2 separate regions of the Mus musculus genome follow, and region 1 is linked to region 2. The links are chromatin contacts, called in public Hi-C maps. All regions are on one chromosome and are shown on one strand. The core of a region is the stretch at or near the end of the contact, and the rest is flanking DNA. Distances in the headings are between cores, read along the strand shown.

Evidence for each region. A called contact is a pair of places that touch in the nucleus more often than the background predicts.
Region 1: a contact with region 2 is called in a Hi-C map of cortical neurons, with 2.9 times the contacts expected there. The contact joins the enhancer-like site here to the promoter of Fam189b in region 2. A contact is called at or near these places in 1 of 39 promoter capture datasets (hippocampal neurons), 2 of 484 Hi-C or Micro-C datasets (both in cortical neurons) and 3 of 115 datasets of contacts at active chromatin or transcription factors (memory CD8 T cells, microglia and neural tube).

What each region holds. Positions count from the first base shown.
Region 1 is chr3:89,857,861-89,860,560 of GRCm38.p6, reverse strand. It overlaps She (src homology 2 domain-containing transforming protein E), which reads right to left. Exons shown (of 6, transcript NM_172530.3): 6 at 1,715-2,700. Among named protein-coding and RNA genes, the nearest start is that of Gm46811, 13 kb to the left of the region's middle. Within about 2 kb of position 1,435, at least 45 of the 459 cell types and tissues checked have an H3K27ac peak or open chromatin away from gene starts, as enhancers often do. A contact at or near this core is called in cortical neurons and hippocampal neurons, where this site is marked.
Region 2 is chr3:89,181,720-89,184,419 of GRCm38.p6, reverse strand. It overlaps Fam189b (family with sequence similarity 189, member B), which reads right to left and starts at 1,277. Exons shown (of 12, transcript NM_001014995.2): 1 at 472-1,277; 2 at 212-268; 3 at 1-7. The coding sequence starts at 696. It overlaps Gm45927 (predicted gene, 45927), which reads right to left. Exons shown (of 19, transcript NM_001310017.1): 18 at 2,377-2,494; 19 at 1,650-2,121. The coding sequence ends at 1,975. Scamp3 (secretory carrier membrane protein 3) reads right to left here. Exons shown (of 9, transcript NM_011886.3): 8 at 2,377-2,494; 9 at 1,650-2,121. The coding sequence ends at 1,975. Gm16069 (a long non-coding RNA gene) reads left to right here. Exons shown (of 3, transcript XR_003954659.1): 1 at 1-403; 2 at 1,443-2,512.

The DNA.
Region 1 (2,700 bases), core at 186-2,685, 680 kb before region 2:
GAAGGGAAAGTAGAGGTGTGGCTTGGCATGGTGGCACACACTGGCTATCCCAGGACTAGGATGGTAGAGGCAGGGGGACCTTAAGTTTGTAGAGGCTTGGACTACATTAAAAAACAAAAACCAAATAAACACCACCACCACCCTGTCTCAACACCAACACTGACAAGCAAACACCTGGATTTGAGGCAGACCTGGTCTGCCCGTTGCTTCCCATGTGACTAACCCAGGACACATTGATCAGCTGAGCATTGAGATCCTTATTTGAAAAAGGAGGCTCCTTACACCTTCGCCCCTTCACAGTGCAGGAATCCAACACTCAGGACCTGAACCTGGGCTCTTACAAATATGTTCAGTCTGAATTCTAAAAAAGCATTACTCTGACTCCCCAGATGGGGCAGAAGGAGCATTGCTGCATGTAAACATCCTCTTTCCTTACACACGAATTCAGAAAACTGATAGGTACTTACAGCACCTGGTGGCAAATCGTAGCTATGCTCAGTAAGACCAGATGCTAGATGGCTCAGTGGTGAAGAGGACCAACTCCACTCCCAGTACCACATCTGGGGATCCAGAACCCTCTCCTTCATCTGCAGACACTGCACACATCCACACAAATAAAAATAACCAGGGCTGGAGAGAGGCTCACCAGTTAAGGGCACATACACGTCCATGTGCTAACTACTGCTTGTAGCCCTTGCTCCAAGGGACTGGATGCCTCTGGTCTCTGCAGAAAGGTGCACATACCAACCACCCCTCTTCACATCACTAAAAATTGGAAAAAAAGCCGGGAGTGCTGGAGGCACTTTAACCCCAACTGTGGAGAGGCAGAGACGGGGGTAACTCTGAGTTCATGGCCAGCCTGGTCTAAAAGCAAGTTCCAGGACAACAGTTATATAAGTAAAATTCATACACATACATACATTCACACACACAGAAACATACATACACAATCATACATACATATACTCACAGACACATACATATACACACAGGCACACACACATAAACATATATTCACACACTCACCCACATATATACACATTAATACACATATATACAAACTCACATATATACATACACATACATACACTCACACATAGACACACATACACACATATACACACACACAGACACTCACACACACATACACACATACATACAAAAACACACACTCATACTCACAAACACACACACACAGACACATACAGACACATACACATACACACACACCTACACATATACACTAATACACACATACACACACACACATACACTCTCTCACACCCATTCACATGAATCTAATTGTGATGCTCAAAGGAGGAGAACAAAGGACATGCTGGGGAAGACTAAGCCACAGAGGAGAACCACACTGCTCTGTATTCTCCAGGGATACAGAGTGGCAGGGCTGTAGAGGGAGAAGTGAGGGGGAGGCTCAGCTGCTGGCTGTTCGTTGCGTTGGAACACTCTGGCATCAGCAGTTTCACAGAACACTCCAGTAGGTGTCTGCACAGGAAGTACTTTTCATGAAGGGAGGCGATTGTCAGGATGAATGGGACCAATTCACTGAGCGGGGTACAGCTCAGTGGCAAAACCCTGGCACATGCAACCCAGCTCCACAACACAACAAAACCAGCAGACAGACCCACGACCGACGGACAGACTGATGGACCGACCAACCAACCAACCAAAACAGCAACTAACTGAACAAAGCAAATGACTGTTTTCCTGGCAAAGCATTTATTGAAAGTAACACTTCAGGGTAAACCATCTTCCGGAAGGCACACAGCTACGCTGACCGGTGAAGAGAGCCAACAATTTATAAGATTCCATTATAATAACAATTGCCAAGGCACCTGCATTACAACCTTTTAAATATTTTAAAAAGTTAAAATGACGTATCAGTTGATATTTTAAATGTAAAATCCTCCTGACAGCATTTGGAACAGCTAAGAGCTTAACAGAATGATTCCTGCCTCAATGATCTGTTGACAGAGCAGTCTTCAAAAATAGAATTAAAATTGTGAACAACATGACCCAGCCTAGGTCCAGGGGAAGACTAGGAGTCAAAACACCCTTTCTACAGTAAAGGGCACATTTCAAGATGGCAACTGCTGTGTCATCGTTTATTTTGATTTATGGACTGTATCAAAAATCCTTGAGACAAACTACCCTAAATGCACCCTTGTTTCTCAACTGCAGTTTTTTTCTTGTCCCAGTAGATGGCAGTAGAACACCATCTTTCATTGCATAGGGTCCATGAAGCCGGGAAGCTAAATTACAGGGAAGGCTCTTACAGGTCAAGTTTCTTCAAGGCCAAGTTAGTGGGATGTAGGTGGCAAAGAGAAGACAAAAGATTGATCCCAAGGGAGTTTACGGTTAAATGGGTGCTGGCTACAGAAGACAGAAAGACGACCAATGGCTGTCTGGTCCCAGGAAGGGAGCAATGAAATCCTAAGTTTCAGAAGCATGTACAGGGGGCATGAATCTAGATGCACTGGCTTCTTGACTGAGGCCAGGAAAAATAAGTCATTAGCTCCTAACGAAAATGTTAACAGACTCATCTAGTAAGCAAAGAATGACTTACAGTTGTTCTTGAATTAAACATTAAGACCTATCCAACAGGGGCAACACTGGTAAATAATCTAAACACCAAACAAGGACTATTAAGGTAGGACCTGTGTTGAGAAGAGCCAGCTTTCC
Region 2 (2,700 bases), core at 28-2,527:
AAGAGATCTGAGGGAAAGAAGGTGGCATCTCAGGGCTGGGACCTTCAGCAGCATCCCTCTTCCACAGAATGAGCCACCCTCTTCTCAGACAGCTTCTGCTAGCCTTATACCAACTGGAAAGCTCCTGGGAGGCATAACGGGGGGGGGGGGGGTAAATCCCCTTCGCTGCTGGGCACCTGCTTCCTAGTGGGCATCGGGCCTTGGCACCTACCACTAGAGTGAATGGCCGCTTCCAGGACACAATGCCAACCAACCCGGAGAACGCCAGCTAGGGACAGAGTGGGCACAGGCTCAGCTTGGCAGGGGAAGCACCTAAGTGAGCCCCTTGCCACAGGATGCACCCAGCCCTGCAAGGAGGGAGAGGACTGGGAGAAGAAGGAAAGACAACCATGTGGGCTTGCAGGTGAGGAGGGATGGGGCCTAAGAAGCTTCCCCCACCCCAGTACTATATACTCTTTGGACCCCACTCACCGAGAACCCAGCCCAAGATGGGCAGGACCTCTTGATGCTCTCGGTGGTGGTGACAGAGGAGGCCACCATGCTGAAGGTTATCACCAGGATGCCCAAGAGCACCTGGGCCAGCCCCAACGTGAGCAGGGCCTGGAGCCAGGGTCGGTGGAGGCGGAGGTGGGTAAGGCCCCGGGTACTGGGCCGGCTGGTCAGCGAGCGACTGGAGTCACTGGGCGAGGGCATCATGCCTGCCGCCCAGTTGCTCGCACCTCGCTCGGTCCCCCTTGATACTTGTGAGCATCTCAGAAGCACCCAAGCCCTGGTTCTTTATCCTTTCCACAGCCCTCGCTGTAAAGCCCACCTCCTGGCTAGGTCCTCTGGGGCATCGCCCAGGGACGCCAGCTGGAAGGAGGCCCAAAGGAGGGGCGTCACGAAGGGACAGTGAGGGGCTCCCTCCCCACCACCAAACGGGTACCGTGCCCGGGGAGGCGATGAGGACGCGAGGGCACCGGTTCATTGCATTTCCTTAATGAAGAGGGGTGCCGAGAAGGGCTGATCCCAGACTGAAGAGTAGCGTTCCGGAACCCAGGCAAGGGTGGGGAGGGCAAAAGCGAGAGGGATGCAAACAAGTCTACAGAGAGGGGGAAGGTCTGCATGCAGGAACTAGAGGTGCGTTTGGCCATTCAGGGCCGCCTGGTGGGGAGAGGCCGTGGAAACTGTCTCCAGAGTCGCAGACCCGCTCCCCTCCCCACCATGCTCGGCTTCCTTAGCTCCTCCAGCTGCAGCAGGTCAGCCTGTGGAGGTGGGGGATGGTGGATGGTGCGTGGTGCGGAGGAGGGGTGTGGTGGGTGGTGCAATGCATCCCGGGAGCTGTAGTCTGAAAGCAACCCTGGGGAAGGGAGGAGATAGGGAGAGGCCCTCCTCCATCCCTAGCCTCGCCCTGAAGCCTGAGCAGTTAAGGATCATTTCTGGGTCCATTTTCTGCCCCACAGGTTCCCGGGATGAGGTGTTCACACCAAAAGGGACTGACTGCTCATTCATCATTAACAGAGGCATGGTAAACCGAGCTGGGGCTCCCCCATCTCCCGCCTATCAGCCTGCCCACTTTGCCAAGTGCAACCCTCTCCTTGCAGAGTGTTTCCACCCCAGTTCCCCACTCCATACAATGGCCCAATCTCCAGTAAAGATACAGGAAATGGGTGAGTTCCAGTTACACTTTTTTTTCTTTAATTTAAATAACGGAAGAAGACATCCTTGGCACAGCAGAAGGAAACTGGGGTTGGGGTTGTGTGAGAGGTGGCGGCAGCAGTGTGGCCAGATGGGAGATAAAAGGCAAATAATGACTGAGTCACAGCGGGCTCTCCACACCTCAAGTCAGGATTAAAGTCATGGCTGTGGAATGAAGAGCCCCATAGAAGTCACCAAGTGGTGATGGCTCCCTGAATCCCAGAGACTTCAGGGATAGGGACTATCTTGGTTCCCACAGGTGACAGGCCCAGGGCATCCCAGCGGGTGCAGCAGGGGTCAAGGGGCCCTGAAGGCATTTTCAGCAGCTCCGGCAGCTGCATTGGCAGCAGCAGTTCGAACCGCAGGGTTGGAGAAGACACCAGCAGCAAATTCTTGCTGGGCCTTCTGAAAGCTGGCACCCGTTTGGCGGTACAGGGAGTGGATCTGCAAGAGGGAAGAGATTATAAGGGAGGCAGGCCCCTCCCATCCCAGGAGGATGGCACCACTCACTAGTCTCCTGCTTTGTACCGTTCCTTCTGCGTTGGCACTCCCTCCAAACACACAAACTCACCCACCCAAGAAAGTCCATTAGTTGATAACCCACCCGCCCTGCCCCATTTCCTTAATGTTCCACTCAGCAGCCCCTAGGGACCCAATGATCTCACTCCCCAGCCCCACCTTCTCCCGACCGGCCCTCACCCGCTTCAGCATCACGATTCCCAGCACTGCGATGCCGGTGAAGAGCAGGGCGACGAGCAGCATGAGCACCGCCACGGCAGGTTTGGATCCCACCACCACCAGAGCAGTCACCCAGCCGCTGTGGGAAGATGCACGGGTGAGGACCGACCACTCTGCCGGGGCTCTGCTCACCCGGAGTCCCCTAGGTCTAAGAACATGCTCCAGGCCCATCAACGGTCAGGGCCTCGGCCAATATGGCGGCATCCCATGAACCAATCCCACTACATCTATTCTCTTCATACTTTTCAGTCATTTCTGAAGCATCCGCTCCTAGCTCTCCTGGCA